Regions from separate parts of the Mus musculus genome. Here region 1 is linked to region 2. A link is a contact called in public promoter capture Hi-C data. All regions are on one chromosome and are shown on one strand. Each heading gives the region's core, a stretch centred on a gene start, on an enhancer-like site or on the middle of the called end of the contact. The rest is flanking DNA. Distances are from core to core; before and after follow the strand shown.

Region 1 (4,565 bases), core at 944-3,443, 740 kb after region 2:
GTGTGCCACCATGACTGGGCTCCAGCCCTTCTTGAGGGCGCAGACAGTCCAGCTGTTTGTGGAAATGGGGAGGGGAGATAGGCTGTGGTCCAGGCCACGGGAGCCCACTGCAAAGAGCATGACCCTCTCCAGACCCACAGTGTCAAGGCTATTGCAATGTCTCCGTCAGCAGTGTGCACATGAGCCTTCAGAGATACTGTCAGCAGGATTATGGTAAGTGAGAGAGGAAAACAGGCCTGCCTTTTCCCCATCCTTCCACTTCCTTATTATAAATGGGAAAGGATGTTAGACCCTGAAGGACTGGTCTTCACCAGACAATGTTATCTGAGACAGAACAGCAGACAATGGTGGGAGACAGTGGGAGGAATCCCTGTTTCCTGTGTCTCCTGGTCCTCCATACTCTCACACTTGCTGTGCATCCTGTCCTTGAGCCTGACCTCTCTGAGAGCTGGAAGGAACGGAGGGATGGAGATGTAGAGAAGGCCCTGTCATATCCCTCCAGTCTCAGATCTGAGCCTTTGCCCCCCCCACCCCCACCCCTGCACAGCAGGGCCCAATACTGAGGCCCATGAGCTCAGCTCTCAGATACTCAGGGGTTGGGCCTAGCCAGAAAAGGATGGACCATTCCTGGTCACCGCTTTCTGTCCCAGAGCACAGGCTGCTTTGCCCCTAGGATCATCAACTGACTTCAGTGTCACCCGTCTTTGAGGTGGGGCTTCTCCTACTCACAGATCTGCCTTGCTAGCCAGCAACTAGCCCCGAGGTCTTCCTGGCCCTCCACACCACAGCACTGATTCACAGTAGCGTGACATCAGTCGAGTCTCAGGCCTTCCCACTCAATTCATTCTTTGGACCGCCAGTTTACCCCAGAGCCTTTCTGACAAGGCCCACCTCTCTGGAGGCTCCCACTCCTGGGAACCGGCTCACTGTGTAACACTAATGCTCTGGGCTTAGCTTAACATGCTGGTGCAAGCTCAAAACCTTCAGTTCTCAGGGGGCTGAGGCAGAGGGACGCCAGTGACTTCTGGATTGGCTTAGGCTACAGAGTAAGTTCTAGACCAGCGTCGACATTTTAGTGAGACCCTGGAATCTTGAGGCTACTGTTAATAGGAACATGACTCCAAGAGTCCCAGCCAGCATTATCTGACGTCCTTAGGATGCTCTCCCTGACTGATCTCTGGTGAGCATCCCTCTGGACCTCTGCCTCCCTCATCCTTCTTAATTTACTGCAACCCTAAAAACCCTGCTTCACATACTCTTCCTGATCCCATTTCTAGGCACGCACACACACACACCCAATTTCCCACCCTCCACCCCCATGTCCTGCAACTCACATGGCCCTTACAAGCACAATCTTGGATTTCTCCCCTCCCCCACTTCACATTCCACCAGCGTCCACCATCCTAAACCACAACATAACTCCTTCCCAACTTTGATCCTGGCCTCCCTTTAAACCAGTGGTTCTCAACCTTCCAAATGTGGTTCCTCCTGTTGTGGTGACCCTTTCAACCATAAAATTATTCCCGTTGCTACTTTATATCTGTAATGTTGCTACTGTTATGAATTGCAAACGAATTGCAACGTAAATACCTTTTTCCCAATGGTCCAAGGAGACCACTGTGAAAAAGATGGGTAGTCCCTCAAGGGGGTCACGACCCGCAAGCTGAGAACCACCAATCTAGGCCCTTGCCTGACCCTTCCCACCGCCACGTGACGGTGCCATCTTCATCAGGCCTGCCCTCCTCCGGGCTAGCCTCCCACTTGCCTGAGGTGGTGTCTTCCCTCAGTTCTGCACGCCCAGGTTTCAGCGTCGTCGTCGCAGCCGTCTGAGGCGGTGGGCCCCGAGTGGTGGCGGCTGGCCGTGCACGTGCTGGCTGTGTTCAAACAGCGTGCGTGGCCCGTGCGCCGCGGTGGCCAGGAGGCCTGGGTGCCACGTGCTGACCTAATCTGCGGCTGCCTGCGCCTGCGCCCTGGCGCTGACTACCTCCTGCTGGGCCGTGCTGCGCAGACCCACGACGACGACAACTATGACCCTGCGCGCCTCATCCTGAACCGCCACGGCCTCGCGCTGCCCTGGAGACCACGATGGGCCCGGCCGCTGCGGCGACTGCAGCAGAAGGAGCGCGGAGGTGCCTGCCGAGGCCTGCTGCCACCCACACGGAGCCCTGGGCCCAGGAACTAAAGTGAGCTACTAATGTAAGGTGTGAGTCCCCAGAGCCAATCAGAAGCTTCAGTGCCCGTGACGCCACTCCGCATGTGACGTTGCCTACGTTGGGACCGGAAGTGACTGCTTGGACCTGTGAGCCTTATAGGTTATTTGTCACAATAAAGGCTCATGTCTTGTGGAATTGTGTCTACAGATCACACACACACACACCCCATCCGTGTTGGGAGAGTCTTTCCAAGGCAACCGAAAAGGCCTTGATACACCAAGCTTAAGTTCTAAATAAATTACCTGGGAGAAAGTGGCCAGTGTACTTGGAAGTGAAAGGACTCCCGTGGAGTAACTGGGTTCTAGTAAGATTTGTGTTGCTTGATGATTAGCCAAAAGACAATAGACTAGGTATGGCTGGAAAAGGCAAGAAATTTGACAAAGGTGCCCGGTAGTCTCATATCCAGAAAGTTTGGCGTTTAAGATATTTTATTATTCTGATGGGCGAGGGGGAGGCTTCGACGACTATCATCTAATCTTGAAATATAGTCTAGATAGAGCCATGGTGGCCCAGTTCTCAGCACTTAGGAGGTGGGGGATCGGAAGTCCAGGGATTATTTAACAAGTGCAGTTTGAAGCTGAAACCTATTAATCGACATTAAGGCTTTGGAACAGGCCTGGCCCAGAGCAAGCACCCTATGAGTTTCCTGTTACTATTTGAATACCCAGAGGCCTCCCTTTCTCTGTGAGCACGCTGATGGGAAGATCTTGCTAGGATACAGAGGTAGTGGGCGTTGAGGGCAGGGGGAGAGGGTTAAGGAAGTTCACAGGGGTTGTGGGAACCACCCAAGCTGCGGGAGCTCCTCCCACCCAAGAGCCTGCGTGTAGAAGATGAAAGCCCAGAGCAGAGAGCCTTATGTGTTCCTTGTGACTCAAACTTTGTTTCTAGCAGCCGAAGCAAATTGGTGTGAAATCCACATCTGTACCACTTGCCGACCAGGCCCTTCCCTTCCCTCCCCTCCCCTCCTCACCCCTCCCCTCCCCTCCCCTCCCCTCCAGATGTCAGCCCTGCCTGTCCCTGCACAGTAATAGGGGTGGCACAGGTGGCCACCAGACCTCAAAGAAGACAAATTCTGTTCACCTCACCAGCTAGACAAATGACTTCATGGTGTGTGTGGGGGGGGGGGGCAGGGGGTGGGGGTGATCTCCTGAAGTCTTTATTTGTTCATGGTGTATGTGTGGGGGTGGGCGGAATCTCCTGAAGTCTGTATTTGTTCCAGTAGGAATTTGCCCACAAGGAAGGGGCAAGAAAGGCAACTCCAGATGAAGCGAAAGGTTTCTGGAAAGATCCAGAAACAGGCTGGGCTGGAGCTCAACTTGGTAGCGTTAGCGTGCATGTGGCTCTGGGTTTGGTCCCCCACAAGCCCACTGTAAACCAGGTATAGTGGTAAATGCCTATCAGCCCAGCATTGAAGAGCTACAAAGCAGGAGGACCAGAGGTTCATTTTTAGCTACATAATGAGTTAGATATAATAATGGGCTACCAGAGATCCTATCTCAAAAACAACAGCAAAAGTCCAGAGGCTAAAGGCCTAGTGTAGCAGAGAGATTCAAGCAAGGTCTGTTTTACTCCTGTAATCTCAGCACTTGGAAGGCTGGAGCAGAAAAGGCTGCAGTTGGAGCTGGAGGCTAGCCTGCACTATACAGGGAAACCTTGTCTCAAAACACTATTTTTCACTGTACTATATGGCTTAAGAAAACAAACACTTGGGCCACAGAGATGGTTCAGTGATTGACTGCTCTGACTGCTCTTCCAGAGGTCCTGAGTTCAAATCCCAGCAACCACATAATGTCTCACAATCATCTGTAATGGGATCCAATGCCCTCTTCAGGTGTGTCTGAAGACAGCTACGGTGTATTCATAGAAAACAAACAAATAAATCTTAAAAACAAAACAAAACAAAACAGAAGCCTGTGAAGACAGAGGCAGATACTGGAATTAGATGGCCACAAGTCAGGAGTCATGGGTATCCCCAAACTCTGGAAGAGGCAGGATGACTCTTACTAACACCACAGTGGGATCCTACCAACACCCTGATTTTCAATTTTAAATCCTAGAATGTCAAGTGGCCCACCCCTTTAATTTCAGTACCCCAGAGACAGAGGCAAGCAATCTCTGAGTTTTGGGTTTTGTTTTTGTTTTGTTTTGTTGGTTTGGTTTGGTTTGGTGGTTTGGTTTGGTTTTTGTTTTTTTTTTTTTTTTTTTCTTTCTTCCGAGACAGGGTTTCTCTGTTTAGCCCTGGCTGTCCCAGAACTCATTCTGTAGACCAGGCTGGCCTCGAACTCAGAGATTATGCTGGGCAGTGGTGGCGCATGCCTTTAATCCCAGCACTTGGGAGGCAGAGGCAGGCAA
Region 2 (4,860 bases), core at 1,281-3,780:
CTCAAACTCATAGAGATCCACCTGCCTCTGCTTCAGGAGTGCTGGGATTAAAGGTGTGCGCCACCACAGATGGGGTAAGACTGTCTCAAAAGGTAGGGAGAACAGGTGCAGAGCTCTAGTCAGTGATGCCAATACATAAGGAGCTGAGGCGGGGGCATCTCCAGGATTGTTCAGTCCATCATTTCATGAATGGGTTACAGTCAGATCCCTTTAAAAAATTAAGAGAGAAAGAAAGTAAAGATAAAAATCAGGAGAGAAAGGGGACGAGGAAAAGGAAGCAGAAGCTGAGGAACAGGAGGAAGAGGAAGGGGAGGAAGCCATGCCTGTCCTTTCAACACACCATGCAGTGTCCACACCATACGGCCCATCCACGTCGCCCACCCACCTGTCATGGCCACATGGGCTCAGCTAGCTGCAGAGGCACTCTAATTTAAAGTCTTTATCTCACTGAGAAACGAGGATAAATGCCAGTGGTTATGTAACAAATCTCACTGCTATAGCACAAAGACAGAGAAGAGTGCACAGGGCACAAGCCGCAGCCTAGTCTCAGAGCAGCTGGTAACAACTGAGCACAGGAAGCAGGCGTGGTGGCACTGGCCTTTAATTCTAGCACTCAGGAGGTAGAGGCACACTGAACTCTATGGGTTCCAGGCCAGCCACAGCTACATGGTGAGATCTCATGGTCTCTACCTGACGATCCAAGATGTTGTCAGTTTTATACTTCAGAGAGTGGGGAGACAGAAAAGGAGGGATTTTTGGGGGTACACATTTGTGGCTGGAATCCGCGGTCTTGTGCACACTGGCAAGTACTCTGTCACTGAGTCACACCCCAGCCCCTCACTGGGGCGTTCTAGGTAGTGTCTCTACCACTGAGCCACATCCTCTCCTCTGACTGGGGGATTCTAGGCATTTTTCTGAAACTGTCTTCCCCTCTTGTCCCAGCACACTGTGAAGAATATTAGTCTACTTCTAGCTTTACCAAACAAGGGAACTCAATTCAAGGATGTCACCCTTTGCCCAAAGCCACATGCCCATCCAGAGCAAAACCAAACTGAAAATACACCCTTGCTGCCTCTAGAATGTTCTTGGTATTGAACTATACATGTCTTCTGTTCTTCACCAGAGTGGGGTCAACAGTGGATTGGTACGTGCCAAAGACTCCATCACCAGCTTGAAGGAAAAGACCACGCGGGTTAATCAGCACGTTCAGACTCTGCAGGTATGATACTTAAGGATCCCTGTGGCCTCTTCCTCCAGAACTAAGTTCTCGTCTTTGTAGCCACCTTTCTCCATTGTGCCGGCCCTCCGGAAGCTAAGAGCCTGCTCCCCTGTATAAGCTTTAACCCCGCCTTTGTGTAACCCTGTCTCCCTTCCATGGTCAAGAGCGAGTGCTCTGTGCTGAGTGAGAATCTGGAAAGAAGACGGCAGGAGGCAGAAGAGTTGGAGGGGTACTGCAGTCAGTTGAAGGTGAGCCGCTGTGGAAGGAATGGCTTGGGGAGAAAGTGATGAGAAAAGCGGGGACCGTGGAGGGCTTGGGATGTGGCTCAGTGGGCAGAGGGCTTTGCCTAGCATTCAGGAAACCCCGGGTTCAGGCTTGAGTGTGGTAGCACACCTTTGATCTCAGAACTTGGAAGTACAAGATTCTTTTCAGCTATATAACGACTTGGAAACCGGGGTACATGAGACCCTCTCGTGGCTATCAAAAAATGTCACTCTCTTCTGGCCTTCATGGGCACTGCCTGCGCTGTTGCACATATACATATGTATATTCATATACACAGGCAAAATACCCATTCATATAAGATTTTTTTTTTCAAGACAGGGTTTCTCTTTATAACCCTGGCTGTCCTGGAACTAACTCTGGAGACCAGGCTGGTCTCAAATTCATAAATCCGCCTGCGTCTGCCTCCCAAGTGCTGGGATTAAAGGCATGCGCGCCGCGGCCGCCGCCACCATCACCTCCCGGCTCATAAGACGTTTTCAAAAAAAAAAAAAATCTATTGAATTTTTAAATTTAAAACAAAAAGAGCACAGGAGAAGCGGGATGGTCAAAGGGGTACTGCAGTACGGGCTTGGTTAGGAAGGAAGCTTGGTTGGGAAGTGGGTGCGTCCTACATAGGGCAGGTGCGATGCAAAAAAAGAGGCTGAAGGTGGGGGGCAGAACCGGAATGGGAAGGCAGGGCCCCCGCCCTGATGTCCTGACCCAGGAGAACTGCCGCAAGGTGACCCGTTCAGTGGAAGACGCTGAAATCAAAACCAATGTCCTGAAGCAGAACTCTGCCTTGCTGGAGGTACGAGGGTGTGGAGGGTCCCAAACTAGTGAGAAGTTTGGGTGGAGTCTCGGGATGGAGGTTGGAGGAGCTATGGTGGACAAGGACAGGGGTGTAGAGGCTCCAGAGCCTTCAGTGAACTGAGGAGGGTTTGGGACCTGGCTGAAGGAGTTGGCTCTCAGGGGAAGGAGGGGCCCATCCCACGGGAGGAGCCAAAAGGGCTCGCTGGGTGGGACCAGGGTGGAGCCTGAGGAAGCTTAGTTATTCAAGGGTGTAGCCTGAAACGACTGGGTAGGCCGGGTCTAGTCTAGAATGAAGACTTGCTGCTAGCTCACTTTCCAACGGAACGCCGAGAAAGCTTGTCGCGGTCCCTAAGAGGCAGGGGCTGATTTTAGGCAGGCAGGGCAGGAGAAGGGAGTGATAGGTTGCCTGCCACTACAGAGTTTAGAGTAAATGTTATCTCCTCTCCTAAAGACAAGCAGGAGTTCAGTTACACTGCACGCGTACTTCCCAACTATCCTCTCTCTACACTACTTTGCAATCTCGGGGATCCATGGGGTGTAGTTAGCTGCAGGTGGTAAGGTGCCGAACACCTTGATTCGTTGCCCTCCCTTGCTCAGGAGAAGCTAAGATACCTCCAGCAGCAACTGCAGGATGAGACGCCCCGGAGACAGGAGGCCGAGTTGCAGGAGTTGGAGCAAAAACTGGAGGCTGGCCTCTCCCGACATGGTCTGAGCCCTGCCACTCCCATTCAGGGCTGCTCGGGTCCTCCTGGCAGCCCCGAGGAACCCCCGCGGCAGCGAGGCCTGTCCTCCAGTGGCTGGGGCATGGCAGTCCGCACAGGGGAGGGACCCTCGCTGAGCGAGCAGGAGTTGCAGAAGGTCTCCACCGGCCTGGAGGAGCTGAGGTGGGCGGGACTGAAGGAAATTGGTGGATCAGGCCGTAGGTGGAACAAAGGGCGGGAGCTAGGAGGAGCTTGGAGCCTGCGTGGGCGGGGTTTGTTTGCGGTTGGGTGGACCGGACAGAGTAAATCCTTGAGGGGTAGTGGTGGATGAGAATTGGAAGAGCTTGATGTGGGCGGGGCTTAGGGGAGCTAAACGTGTGAGCACAGAAGCAGAACCTAGATGAGGATTGGGTGATAGCATAGGTGGTACCGGGCTAACTTCGTACACTCAAAAAAGGAAAAGAGGTGGGGTGGGGGACGCAAAGTGGTGCATTCTTTTAATACCAGCACTGGGAGACAGAGGCTGAAGGATCTTTGTGAGTTCGATGCCAGCCTAGTCTACAAAGAGAATGCCAGCACAACCTGGACTACAATAAACAAGAATGTCTTTTTTGTTTGTTTTCGAGACAGGATTTATCTGTGCAGCCCTGGCTGTCCTGGAACTCACTCTGTAGATCAGGCTGGCCCTCAAACTCACAGAGGTCTGCCTGCCTCTGCCTCCCAAGTGCTAGGATTAAAGGTGTCACTCACCACCAACCGGCAACAGACCCTGTCTTAAAAACCAAAACAAGGCCAGGTGGGTCCCACTTGGGAGGCAGAGGCAGGTGAATTTCTGAGTTCGAGGTCAGCCTGGTCTACAGAGTGAGTTCCAGGACAGCCAAGGCTACACAGAGAAACCCTGTCTCAAAAAAAAAAAAAAAAAAAAAAAAAAAAAAAAAAAAAAGAAAGAAAGAAAGAAAGAAAAGAAAAGAAAAAAAAAAACCCAAAACAAAAAAAGTAAAGAAAAAAATGTTGGTGATCTATTTGGGGCGAGGTCGACGATAGCATGCATAGTCAACTCTTATACCCAACCCTTTCTTCCCTTCTGATCCTCGCAGGAGGGAGGTGTCCTCGCTGGCAGCCCGGTGGCATCAGGAGGAGGGGGCAGTGCAGGAGGCCCTGAGGTTGCTGGGAGGCCTTGGCGGCCGTCTGGATGGCTTCCTGGGCCAGTGGGAGCGGGCGCAGCGGGAACAGGCACAGTCCGCAAGGGGCTTGCAGGAGCTGCGAGGACGAGCAGATGAGTTGTGCACTATGTAAGGGCTCAGCAGGTGCTGAAGGGATGTGGGCTCCATGGGAAAGAAGTAATCGGAGGGTGGATCCTTGAGGGAAAAGGCTTGAGCAGTGGGCTAAGTGACCCAGTGAGAGGCTGGCAGTGTGGCTCAACCCCTGCTATGGGTTAAGGGCTTAGCTTTGAAGCTGAGTCCCTGCTTGAGATCCACCCGTAGGGAATGGGAGCTTGGCTCGGCATTTGCCTAGCAGAAGCTCTGGCTTCTATCCCCAGTGGAGTTAGACAGACCCATCCAAGCCAGGCCGTGCAGGTCTATAGTATTAAGAGGAGGACTTTCCGGTGCTGGGATAATACTGAATATTGCAAGTTATCCACATTGGTTGCTCTCCTGCCTCAGGGTGGAGAGGTCAGCAGTGTCTGTCGCCTCACTGAGGAGTGAACTGGAGGCACTGGGCCCAGTAAAACCCATTCTGGAGGAGCTGGGACGGCAACTTCAGAACTCCCGGAGGGGAGCTGACCATGTCTTGAACTTGGATCGGTCTGCCCAAGGCCCCTGTGCGCGCTGTGCCAGGTATGGGGAGGGGTAATGCCTACATTGC

The links. Promoter capture Hi-C pulls out the DNA fragments that hold promoters and counts their contacts.
Region 1: a contact with region 2 is called in a promoter capture Hi-C map of liver, with 5 times the contacts expected there. The contact joins the promoter of Sec1 here to the enhancer-like site in region 2. A contact is called at or near these places in 3 of 39 promoter capture datasets (the C10 cell line, hippocampal neurons and liver), 2 of 115 datasets of contacts at active chromatin or transcription factors (astrocytes and pancreatic cancer cells) and 2 of 9 other capture datasets (liver and macrophages).

Annotation. Positions count from the first base shown.
Region 1 is chr7:45,692,209-45,696,773 of GRCm38.p6, forward strand. It overlaps Sec1 (secretory blood group 1), which reads right to left and starts at 2,194. Exons shown (of 4, transcript NM_001271578.1): 1 at 1,766-2,194. It overlaps Ntn5 (netrin 5), which reads left to right. Exons shown (of 7, transcript NM_001358870.1): 6 at 133-213; 7 at 1,788-2,348. The coding sequence ends at 2,182.
Region 2 is chr7:44,949,656-44,954,515 of GRCm38.p6, forward strand. It overlaps Tsks (testis-specific serine kinase substrate), which reads left to right. Exons shown (of 11, transcript NM_011651.2): 3 at 1,124-1,219; 4 at 1,384-1,467; 5 at 2,181-2,291; 6 at 2,891-3,177; 7 at 4,092-4,286; 8 at 4,659-4,832. Among named protein-coding and RNA genes, the nearest start is that of Tsks, 8.8 kb to the left of the region's middle. Within about 2 kb of position 2,531, at least 261 of the 459 cell types and tissues checked have an H3K27ac peak or open chromatin away from gene starts, as enhancers often do. A contact at or near this core is called in astrocytes, hippocampal neurons, liver and 1 more, where this site is marked.